Regions from separate parts of the Sus scrofa genome. Here all the other regions are linked to region 1. A link is a contact called in public Hi-C data. All regions are on one chromosome and are shown on one strand. The core of a region is the stretch at or near the end of the contact, and the rest is flanking DNA. Distances in the headings are between cores, read along the strand shown. Region 1 holds the start of DDA1 (DET1- and DDB1-associated protein 1). Region 2 holds the start of HAUS8 (HAUS augmin-like complex subunit 8). Region 3 holds the start of SLC27A1 (solute carrier family 27 member 1).

Region 1 (3,869 bases), core at 899-3,398:
CCCTCCTCGGGTCTGCAGGAAAAGAAACTACAACTCCTAGCAGACCCGGGGACTTAATGCTCTGTACGCAAGCGTCTGCTGAGGAGGCGCCGTTCTCCTGCCACCTGCTGGTCCATCTGAAAAATTACATGCGCCTGTGTGCAAGGACGCTCACGCCTAAGGTGTGGGCGCGCAGACGTAGAACTACAATTCCGGGAGGCCCCCGCGGCAAGGAAGGCTCCGCTGTAGGAAAAACTACAACTCCCAGAAGTCCTCGTTCGCAGCTGCGGAACCTACGGGTTTCGGAATAGCTGCCACTGGACGGAGTGCCGGCGGCTGGACATGGCTTTCTTGGCTAGATCCGTGGGTCGCCTCTTGGACCCCGTCAGTAGGTCAGCGGCGCTAGTAGGTGGCAGGTGAGTCCTCAGTGGGTCCCCTTCCCAAATCTGGGAGTAAGAGCGGAGTCGAGGGGCTGACCCCAGCTATTTACCAACGACATGACCTTCCTTCCAATGCCTTGCGAACTCGAGGTTGAGCGCCACGCAGCAGTCACACAGCAATCTTTTCTGACCTTTCTCGCTTTTTCTCTGACCGGGCAGGTGGCTCCAGCCCCAGGCCTGGCTGGGGTTCCCGGATACATGGGGACTCCCCGCCATGCAGCAGACCCGGGGCAAGGCGCGCGGGAACGAGTATCAGCCGAGTAACATCAAACGCAAGCACAAGCATGGTTGGGTCCGGCGCTTGAGAACGCCAACCGGGGTCCAAGTCATTCTTCGTCGCATGCACAAGGGCCGAAAATCATTGAGCCATTGAGAAGGGCGACGCTGCCGCCTGGACCCCTCATTAAATCATTTCCCTCGCTTAGCCTGTGGCTGTTTTTGTGGAGAGCTGGAGAGCAGGACGACTGGGATTCGGACGGACATGAATATCCCTCACATTGGCCCAGGGGAAGAAATCTGGTATTATACTGGAAAAAGGAGTGGAAGTCAGACCTTGCCCGGTGCTTTTTTACGCTTTTGAATTAGGAAGAATTTCGAACTTAACGCAACAGTCTAGTGACCAATTACCCACAACCCATCCTGCCCCCTCCTGAGATGCAAATCTCAGGCGTCAGATTATTCTGTAAATATTTCAGAAGGCACCTCTTCAAGATAAGGGCTCTTTAATACATATTCACAAAACTTTTCACAGCTGAAAAAAAGTTATCAGTTCTTTTAGTCATTGAAAGTCTAATAAATGTTCACATTTTCACTTGTGTTGTAAAATGTCGTGATTCCCACGGTTCTAGGAAGGCTTGTGGAGAGTTGGGAGGGATATGAACCCAACCACCTGCCCCTTGGGGATGGGCTATGTGACTTTGAGCAAGACCTTAACTCTCTGAGGCTTATCTGGCTTCTACAAAATCAGGTGCTCGTTTCTCCCTTGCTGTGTTGTTGCTGGAGTAATAATACTAACTTCCCCTTAGTAACCTGAGGAGTACTTCCTCAATAAATCCTTGTTCTGTCCAGGCTGTCAGGCTGGTGAGGAGTTGGGAGGTAGATTCGTACGCAGGCAGTTTGGACATAGTGGAGTCAGGGCTGGTAAGAGGGTGGTGAGGGCTATGGGGCCATGAGGAAGCACCCGACTTGGCATTGGGAAGAACACAGGGAAGGCTTCCAGGAAGAGATGGCAGGGTGTGGGAGGGCCGAAGGAAGGAGGGACTAGAGAGGGGTCAGCATAAAAGGTGGACGAATTTGGCTGGAGGGGCCCAGGATATGGGGCCGAGGAGGTGGGACTGAACCCTTGGGGTAATGAGGAGTCACGGGAAGTGTTCGAAGAAGAGTCTGGGTTGTCAGTTCAAAGATAATTCAAGCAGCTAGTGTGGAATAGCTTAGATATGCTGAAACCTAAGATTGGGACCCTGGGGAGGAGGCTGAGAGTGTCATGGTGGGTCCCCACCTCCGGGACCTCCAGGTGCCGCAGACTACAAATTCCAAGAGGCTTTGGGGGCAGCCTCCGCCCACTTCCGGAGTTCGCTGCCCCTCTCTTGCAATTCCCGGGCGGGGTTTTGCTCCCTCAACCGAACTTGACCACGAAGGGAGGAGGCGTGACGTCCAATGGGCGCGTGACTTAGTTAGATCAGGCCAATGGGAGCGCGCAAAGACCTTATAGCCTAGAGGCGGGGCTAGAGGGCGGACCAATGACGGACGGGCGGCCACACCATCAGTGTGGGCTGTGCGGTGGCTGGAAGTTACTGTGCGGCGGCGGCTAAGAAGGCGGCTGTGGTGGCGGCGGCGGCAGCAGAGACGGTGGCTGAGGAGGCGACGGAGGAAACAGAAGATGGTGAGGGTGGCTGCCGGGGCCGTACTCCCCCCTTCTCTTGACAAAATGGCGCCGCGGGCCCACCCACCCCCAGTAATCCCCCTGGCCCCTCACCGTCCTGCCTGGCCCCCTCTAGCCCGGCCCGCCCCTCCCTTTGACCCGTGCCCTTCGACCCCTAGACCCCTGCTGCGAGCTTCCTGCTGACCTCGCCCTGGCTCCATCTCCGACCCCTGACCCACCTAAGCTTTCAGGCCCTGACAAGTCATTCATTTCCGGGTCGCGGTCCCCCCGGAAATAGCCTAGGGGTGGGTATGGGGTCCCCCAAGACCCCCATCTCAGGTCCCGTTCTCCGCGCGGTAGGCCTGGGCTTTTCCAGTTTGAGAGGGCTTAGGAGGCCGGCCTGAGCGTCGGGGCGGGGAAGGGGCTTGATGCCTTGACGTGCGGGGCTTTGTCGCCAAAGGAAGTGCGACATCGCAAACTGCCCCAGTCCCCCGACCCCACCTCCAGATTTCTGCCCTGACCAGCTCTAAGAGGGAGTAACTTCGTCTCTCCAATCACCAGGCCCTACCTCTGTTAAATGGGGGTAGCAATAGTTCAGACCTCATACGATTGCGATAATTTAGGGAACTGACGTCTTAAAGAGCTTGGGATGGTGAACGCTCAACAGATGAGCTGGGTTACTCAGGGATGTTGACATCCCCTCTCAGCTGTCTCCTCATCTTGAAGTTGGGTTAATGCCAGCTCGTGGTTGGGAGGTTAAAATCCCCCCTGGGCCGCTCACTCATCCTGGGATTTGGGTCTGATGGTTCTTTGGGGTTTCCTGTCTCCACCTGTGAAGTGTGACACAGCCTCAGAGTTGGGTTGAAGCCCCCTCCGTTCCCCACACTACTTGACATCTTCAGGGCTGACAGGGGTAATGAAAGCTTTTGTCAGGGCAAGTCAAATCCCATTGGTCCTGGACTCAGGGTCCCAGCCCACAAGCCACAGTCCTTGGGGTGTGGTGGGGGATGGGCAAAAGAAGACTTCTTGTCACAAAGGGTATAGGAAACTGATAAGTGCATTCCTAGCACGTGGATCCCCAAGCCTGGGTGTTGTCCTTGATTCCTTGCTGCAGCCTCATTGCCCACGCCCAGACCATAGTGGGTTTTGTTGGCTCTGCCTCCAGAATGAATTCTAATTTTGTCCTTGGCTCCCCACCCTGGTCCAGGCACCTCTACCTCTCACCTGAACACCTGCTGCAGCCTCCTCCCTGGTCTCCTTCTCTCCATCCAGCCCCACTGGCAGTCCAGAACCAGAGGGAGTTTTTAAAGATGTCAGTCAGATTATACCACTTTCTAGCTTACAAAACACTCCAGGGGTTTCCTGTTGTAACCCCAATGAAACCCCAGCTCCCCCTCAGTCTCCAAGGTCCCTGCCCATCTCTGTGACCTCATCTTTTTACCCCCCACCCCCTTGAGCTTCAGCCACAGTGGCCTTGTTTTCACATTTTCACGCTCCAAGTCCCTGCCATCCCAGGGCCTTTGCACTCATTACTTCTTCTGCCTGGAATGCACCTTCTCCTGTGAACATCTCAGAATCCCCCATGTCTC
Region 2 (3,869 bases), core at 512-3,011, 190 kb before region 1:
TCTAATATGTTCTAAAATTAGGTTGTTGGGAGTTCCCATTGTGGCGCAGTGGAAACGAATCCGACTAGGAACCATGAGATGGAGGGTTTGAGCCCTGGCCTTGCTCAGTGGGTTAAGGATCTGGTGTTGCTGTGGCTGTGGTGTAGGCTGGCAGCTACAGCTCTGATTCAACCCCTAGCCTGGGAACCTCCATGTGCCACAGGCGGGGCCCTAAAAAGACAAAAAAATGAAAAATAATAAAAAAAGAACAAAGCCTGATGTGATAGGGGACTGGGTTCCATGAATTTAAGAATCACTGACTAATTAGTTGGCAGGTATGGGAGAGCTGGGTCCAGTTTGGGCAAGTGGATACCAGACAGGAGCCTGGATGCTGTAAATCCTGCTGATGTTACACGACAGGCTCCACTGGTGACAGCAGTGGTGGTCCCCGTGCTCAGCTCACTGCAGCCTCCTTCTGTGTAGTAGGCTCTGGGGACACCAAAGTGAGACCCAGGCCATGGTGGGGGACGCCTCCAGGCACAGCAGGGAGAAGCAACTTTAACAAATGCTGGCTGGGTGCCACCTGCTCTGCTCCTTCCTTGGAATCCTCCCAACCCTAAAAATACCTAACAGTTGACCTGCTTTATCTTCATTTTCCAGACAAGGACTGTAGGTTTATACAGGTCATATAAACTTTGTGCCTGTTTTTTCAGGCTTTGCCTCCTTGAAATATTCTTGCTTTCAATCGATTCAAGAATTAGGGCGATTTTGCTTCTAGCATCCAGCTGGTCTAGGGGCTAGGATTCCTGATTTTCACCCAGGCTGCCCAAGTTCAATTCCTGAGCAGTTAAGATCTAACTTCAAGTCATTAGTCACTCCTGTCTCTCCGAGATCAGGTGGAGGAAACAAAAGTGATTTCACATGGCCTACTCAATTTTAATTCACACAGGCACAAAAGACATTGTGGAATGAACAAATAAACACAGCCCAGGAATCATGCCTGGCACCAGGGAAATGTTACCTAACCCTAACCCTTGCTCTTGCTGTGTGGGCCTGAGCAAATGACCTTCCCTCCCTAAAACTCCATCATCTCCTTTGTCCACTGCAAAATGATAATTGTAATAACAAAGGACCACTTTTAGGGTCCAGTCACTGTTTTAAACGCTTTGAAACCACCCACTAAGCCTACAAGGTTGAGCGGTAGCGTCATCAGCCCGCGGAGGAAAGCGAGGCAAAGAAGTTTAAGCCACTCGCCAGAGATGACCCAGGATCTAGCAGGCTTGACCAGGGACTCGAACTCAACCTCTGGTCCTGAGCCCACGCTGCAGGGCATGCGCATGGGCTGCATCCCACCTCCCAGAACCTACGCATCCTCCATGGTTCTCGGACGGGTCAGATCCGGACTCTCCCCGAGGACCCTCGCTCCCCAACTCTGCTGCCCTTCTGTCCCTAGCGCTCGACCATGGCCCTCCACTGGCACCCACAAATCCAGACCCGCAGCATCTCAACTCACCCAGCGCCACGCCCCGAGGTATCCGCCATTTTCCCGCCTTCAACTCAAAGGCCTGCTCTTCAAGTCCGCGCCCGCGCCCCCGCCCCCACCTCGACCAGGCCACATTGAGACGCCTCAGGAGGGGTTGCCGCGGGCCGTGATGAGTGTGGCTGTAGGCAGAGCGGGCGACTCCTCCGCGTGCGCCTCTCTGCCTTCCCCTCACACTTGGTTTCGCCCACCAGTGGCAGGGGGCGGTGGCATGGGCCGGTGGCAGGGGCCGGGTCGGAAGTGATGGGCGTGGTTTAGGGGTCCCCGCCCCCTAGCGCGCTGGCGTCACGCCCCCCGGACCCCGCCCCTCCGGAACCCGGAAGCGGGAGCGCGCGGGGGAGCCGCGGGCGCGGCGGGGCGGAGCGGCCCGAGGAGCAGCGGGCTGGCTGCCGGGCGGGGATCCGGCCCGGGACCGGCGGCGCGCGGCGGCCGAGGCCCAGGTGAGTGCCGGGCGGCCGCGGGTTGAGTGTTCGATCTTGAAGCTCTCATCGGCGGGCTGCCTTGTGGAGGGACGGATCTGAGGGTTATTGGGGGGGCGCGAAGGCAGGGGTCTAGGGGGCGGGAACGAGCGTGGGTGTCGCGGAGGGTTTGCAGGAGACGGAGTGGGAATGGGAGGATGAAGGAAAGTTGATGTGATGAGTCTGGTGAAGGAGTTTTTGGGCGGGTGTGGAGGCAGATCTTGTGGCTTTGAGCAGCTTCTCTGTGGAGGACGTGGCTTAAGTGGTAGTTGGAGGGTCGCAGGAAATGGGGCTGGGAGGGGGAGAGGCAAAGAGGCGGGGTTGAGAGGCCCAAGCTGGGGGTTGAGAGGAGCGAGGCCGCTGGGGGAACAGTCGGGGTGCGATTGGGAGGGAAGGGGTGCAGGACGGCCTGGGGGCGTCTTCCTGCGGTTGAAGAGGTAGAGGAATAGTGCCTGAGGGAGGGCAGTGCCTAGGACTCAGTGGTTGCTCAATAAACGCGAGGGGTTCTGAACCCAGTGGTACGGTGGCTGGCCGAATTGGTAAGAGGAGAAATGGGGGAGGGGAGGAGAGGCAGAAGCGGGGGTAGAAGTCAAGGCAAGAAACAGCTGAGGTCCGGTCCAGGGAGCGCCTGGGGAGGAGGGGAGGAAGGAAAAGACTAAAGGAAATGAAAGGACTAAAGTGGCCCGGTTCCGATGTTGGGGTGCAGCCCATGGAGATTCGAGGGCCTTCCTGTCCCCCTCTTGATTCATCTTATTCCTGACTTTGCCCCCAACTGCTGGGTGAGCCAGGCTAGTCCCAGCGCCTTCTGGGTGGTATTCAGGACTTGAAAACCCAACACTCTCCTCCTAAGACAGGGCTGGCCAGAGCCCGGGGGTTCTAGAGAGCAAGGAAGGTGCTATTGGGCCCGCTATGGGACCGGAACTGGGTTTCAGCGGGGAGGGGGGTGGGTGTGCACAGAACCCGCATGTGCTAAGCTGTCACCACCTCCTCCGAGTTGCATCCTTGGACTTAAATGGGTAAAACGACATACAGGAAATCTGTCCCCCAGCGGCTCTGAGCTTGCTCAGCCTGGGAGAGGCATAGCAGCCAGCAGGCGCCCTGTAGGCCAGGGGTCTTTAAGGGAAAGCCTCTCCTGTACCTCTTTGTCTGAGGTGGGAGCTGGTGGGAAGATTGTGCCTTACACTTGGTGGGTACCCGCTCCTTTCTTCCTGAGGTATATTCTGGTCTTGGAGTCTCCAGACTCTTTAGGCATCCAGGAGCAGTGGGAGGTGACATGGGCAGCCAGAAAGTTGTGTCCGATATGCCTGGGTCTGGTGGGGGCCTTGCACTAAATAGTTTTGATCAGCATTAATTTCCTAACCCTGTGAATCCTTGTCTGGGATCTGCAAGAAGGGCCAGGGAGCCTGGGTTTTTAACGCATTCGGGACATGAATCTGGATAGCTTCAGATTCTGAATGTAAAGAGGGCTACAGAAAGATAACCACCCCTTTCACTTCCAGAATGTTCTGGCCCTTATGGAACCTTCCATAAGCAAGGCTCCCAGCCTCACTTGGCCAGAACCCATGATTAGAGCCCCAGCCGTGCCTCCTGCAGGTTTTGAGTATGGGCTTGCCTTGGCCAGGACGCTCCCCTGCTCCCCCCTCCCCCCTCCCCTCCCTAAACCAGACCAGAATCTTCTGGTTCCACAGCCCTGTAGTCGTTTCCTCCTTGCACCAGGAGCATAGCCAGGCAGGCTCTCATGGAGGGTCCTGTGTTGGCGGTCCTAACCTTGGTCAAGTCTCTTTGTTTCTTGCAAAACAAACAGATTGGCCTAATCATTGTTTCTCAACTCTGAAACCCAACCTCGGCATCTCCAGCACACAGCCCCCTCTAATTTTATACAGCCCCCAACA
Region 3 (3,869 bases), core at 954-3,453, 140 kb after region 1:
GCTGTAACTGTGGCATAGGCCAGTGGCTACAGCTCCGAATTGACCCCTAGCCTGGGAACCTCCATATGCTGCATGGGTGTGGCCCTAAAGAGACAAAAACAAAACAAAACAAAACAAAACAAACCCCTGACTGCAGCAGTTTGGTCCCTGCAGAGGTCCAGGTCTGATCCCCAGTCCGGGTGGGTTATAGCATCTGGTGTTGTGGCAGCTATGGCATGTGTTGCAGCTGTGGCTCAGATTCAACCCCTGGCCCAGGAACTTCCATATGCTTTGGGTGTGGCCATAAAATAAAACAAACAAACAAACAAACAAACAAAAAAAACCATTGGGTTTGTAGAGCCTTTTATTTTATTTTATTTTATTTTTTGTCTTATTAGGGCCGCACCCACGGCATATGGAGGTTTCCAGGCTAGGGGTCCAATCAGAGCTGTAGCCGCCGGCCCATGCCAGAGCCACAGCAATGTGGGATATGAGCTGCGTCTGCGACCTACACCACTTCTCATGGCAACGCCAGATCCTTAACCCACTGAGCAAGGCCAGGGATCGAACCTGTATCCCCAGGGATCCTAGTCAGGTTCGTTAGTTGCTGAACCACGTGTAGAGCCTTTTAGATTTGGGGATTACTGGCTGAGGACCCAGCAGTATATCTCCAGGAGGTGTGGGGAGAGTTGGAAGAGACTGTGATGAGCACTGTTTAGTCAGGGCTCAGTTTGCTTAGTAAGATGGAGGGAGGAGGAGAGGGAAGAAAGGGGGAGTAGGGAGAAGGGGAGGAGAAGACAGAGGAAGAAAAAGGGGGAAGGAGGGAAGCCAGGAAGAGAAGGCAGAGAAGGGGAAGGGGACTGGTGGGGAGGAGGGACGGGAGGGGAGAGGGGAAGGAGGACTGGGTGGAGGAGGGGAGGGAATAGAGAGAGGAAGAGCAAGGTGGGGAAGTGGAGGAAAGCAAAGCAGGGAAGGGAGGGAGAAACTTGAAGAGGGGAAGGAGAATGGGAGGCACAAGGAGAGCGGGAGGAAACTGGGGGAACAGAGGGAATCAGGGCAAGATGAAGAAGAGGCAGGAGAAGTTTAAGGAAGACTGAAAGGAGAGGAGGAGGGGGAGGGAGTGGAGAAAGGGGAGCAAGTTCTCTGCCCACATTTGTTTTTGTTGTGGTTGTTGGTTTTTTTTGTTTTTTGTTTTTTGTTTTTTTGTCTTTTTAGGGCCACACCCGTGGCATATGGAGGTTCCCAGGCTAGGGATCCAATTGGAGCTGTTGCCACCGGCCTCTGCCAGAGCCACAGCAACTAGGGATCCGAGCTGCATCTACAACCTACACCACAGCTCACGGCAATGCCAGATCCTTAACCCACTGAGCGAGGCCAGGGATCGAACCTGCAACCTCATGGTTCCTAGTCGGATTTGCCTCTGCTGCGCCACGACCGCGGGAACTCTTGTTTTGTTTTGTTTTGTTTTATGGCCACACCCCTGGCCTATGGAGCTTCCCGGGCCAGGAATGGAACCCCAGCTGCAGCTTTGACTTATGCAGCAGCTGCAGCAATGCCAGATCCTTCAAACCACTGTGCCAGGCTGAGGATTGATTCTGTGCCTCTGCAGTTACCCGAGCCCTGAAGTCAGATTCTTAACCCACCATGCCACAGTGGGAACTCCTCACATTTGTCTTTTTTTTTTGGTTGTGCATAGAACCCGAGCCATAGCAGTGACAGTGCCAAATTCTTAAGCACTAGGCCACCAGGGAACCCCTCTGCCCACATTTGTGAACGAATGAATCTCAACTCCAGCTAGCAAGAAAAGGCCTTAGTTTCTTTACCTGTAAAATAGGGTGATCACAATAGCACTACCTGGCAGGATAAGAGTGCGGCTGGGGTTACTGAGCATTGCTGACTTCACTGACACCTGGCTGAGAAAGTAGGGGGACCAGTGCCAGACCTCTCATCTGCCTCTTCATCCCCATTCCATCCACCCTAGGCAGCCTGAAGGGACTGATGGCAGCTTGGGGAAGAGGGGGGTGAGCGCCTGCCCAGTTCTGTCCTCCAAATGGTGCCGGAAGCAGGCCCTGGCTGCCTCCCAAGGAGAATGCTGAGAAGGTCAGCCAAACAGGGCAGAAAACGAGCAAGGGTGGGGTGGGCAGGGGTGCAGAAGAGAGGGAGCTTGGAGAGAGGGATCCAAGGCAGAGGCCCACATGGGCACAACACAGAGCAGTCCCCAGGAGTCTGCACAAACAGAAGCCCGGAAGGTGTAGGGACCTCTGTCTTAGCCTCACTGTCCCAGCCTGCCTACTGCCTGAACTTCTGGGAGCTGGCGACAGAACAAAGACTGAAGGTCAGTGAGCAGCTCCAGGTCAGCCAGGGAATACGGTGGTGGGTAGCCTGGCCAGCACGTGCCTTCGCCTGATCAGGGGGAGGGCTTTAGGGTCTCTAGGTGAGCGTTTAGGACCCTAGGACTCTGTGGAAGGGTGGGGACCTAGTGTGTGGATTTTGTTCTCCTTGGGGTGCTGGAGTGATAACATTGAGACTTAATTGACAAGATGTGGGGATATAGATTTGGAATTTAGCTGGGTTCTTGGAATATAGCTTTAAGAGTGAGATGGGGATTGGATCTTCTTGCCTAGGCTGTGGGTTCCAGATCCCTGGAATGTGGTCCCGTCCCCCCCCCCCCCCCCGCGCGGGCTTTTCAGGGCTGCACTGGCGGCATATTGAGGTTCCCAGGCTAGGGGGCCAACTGGAGCTACAGCTGCCGGCCTACACCACAGCCCCAGCAACGCGGGATCTGAGCCGCCACAGCTCACGGCAACGCGGGATCCTTAACCAGGGATCGAATCCGCAACCTCATGGTTCCTTGTCGGATTCGTTCCGCCGTGCCACAACAGGAACTCCGGGAAAGTGTGTTTAAAACCGAAGAGGCTTTGGGAATTGCATTTAGAACAAGAATCCAGTACAGGCAGGCCCTGAGTGTGAATTGGGCGTTTCTAGTCCGCAGGGGTAGGGATCCTGGTTGCCATTAGGGCTTGGGCCGGGGGCGCCTGGGAGCTATACCTCTCGGCTGAGGCACTCACGGGTTTCCTAAACTCCACGCAGGGAGGGATGGGGAGGTAGGGAAGGGAAGCTGGTAGCTGGAGAAATTTAGTTGTCATGGAGACAGCGGCCGTCCTTGCTGGGGCGTTCTAGCCCCCAGGTCTTGTTGGCCGTCGTCTCTCTGGCCAAGGGGCCCTCTCTATGGTCGTGGCCTCCGGAAGGGGGCGGATCTCGGCAGAGGGGCTATAAGCCCGACAGGTCTGAAGAGAGCCTGCCCGGAGGGCAGGTGGGGCGGGGCCTAGGTTGCTAGGTGGGACGAAATAAGCCCGGAAGGTGGTGACTGGTTCAAAGCTTGAGGGCGGGGCCGGTGCCAGTAGAACTTGGGCCCGGGAATGCCGGCTAGGCCCTAGGCTGGGGGCGGGGCTTCAGTTACAGGGGCGGGGCCTCATTCAGAGAGGGCGGGGCGTATGCTTGTGGGCGTGGTCATAGTTCCAACTTGGTTCTTGACGAGCGAAACTGGAATGGGTTTGTGCTTGTGGGCGGGGCCAAATGAATAGTGGGGGTGGGTAGAGGTGGCACCTGGAGGAAAGCCAAGCACTCTGGGCTGGTGGATTCTGGGACCAAGAACAGAGGTGTAGTGTCGCATGGGGGCGGGACCTGGTCGAGTGACTAGGAATGGCCTGGGTCTGTGGTGGGGGCCAAGGTGGAGCCTAGGCTTGGGGGCCAAGTCGTTAGGGAGGAGCTTGGGTCCCAGAATAGTCGCTACGTAGAGGATTGGGGTGGGCCTGACAGTGGCTGACGGGACGGAAGAGCTGTTTCTGGGAGAGTGGCCTTTGCTAATGATTGACAGAAAAGGCTGGGCT

Evidence for each region. Hi-C and Micro-C count contacts between places; a contact is called where the count stands out from the background.
Region 2: a Hi-C map of liver shows a contact between it and region 1, with 3 times the contacts expected there. The contact joins the promoter of HAUS8 here to the promoter of DDA1 in region 1. A contact is called at or near these places in 1 of 5 promoter capture datasets (fetal liver), 4 of 47 Hi-C or Micro-C datasets (fetal heart ventricle, heart right ventricle and liver) and 1 of 2 datasets of contacts at active chromatin or transcription factors (alveolar macrophages).
Region 3: a contact with region 1 is called in a Hi-C map of liver, with 8 times the contacts expected there. The contact joins the promoter of SLC27A1 here to the promoter of DDA1 in region 1. A contact is called at or near these places in 1 of 47 Hi-C or Micro-C datasets (liver) and 1 of 2 datasets of contacts at active chromatin or transcription factors (alveolar macrophages).

Annotation. Positions count from the first base shown.
Region 1 is chr2:60,375,265-60,379,133 of Sscrofa11.1, reverse strand. DDA1 (DET1- and DDB1-associated protein 1) reads left to right here and starts at 2,148. Exons shown (of 5, transcript XM_021083567.1): 1 at 2,148-2,301. The coding sequence starts at 2,299. It overlaps MRPL34 (39S ribosomal protein L34, mitochondrial), which reads left to right and starts at 167. Exons shown (of 2, transcript XM_021083568.1): 1 at 167-395; 2 at 579-1,230. The coding sequence starts at 322. The coding sequence ends at 792.
Region 2 is chr2:60,565,467-60,569,335 of Sscrofa11.1, reverse strand. It overlaps HAUS8 (HAUS augmin-like complex subunit 8), which reads right to left and starts at 1,761. Exons shown (of 11, transcript XM_021083576.1): 1 at 1,493-1,761. The coding sequence starts at 1,521. MYO9B (unconventional myosin-IXb) reads left to right here and starts at 1,857. Exons shown (of 42, transcript XM_021083575.1): 1 at 1,857-1,959.
Region 3 is chr2:60,233,922-60,237,790 of Sscrofa11.1, reverse strand. SLC27A1 (solute carrier family 27 member 1) reads left to right here and starts at 2,203. Exons shown (of 13, transcript NM_001083931.1): 1 at 2,203-2,314.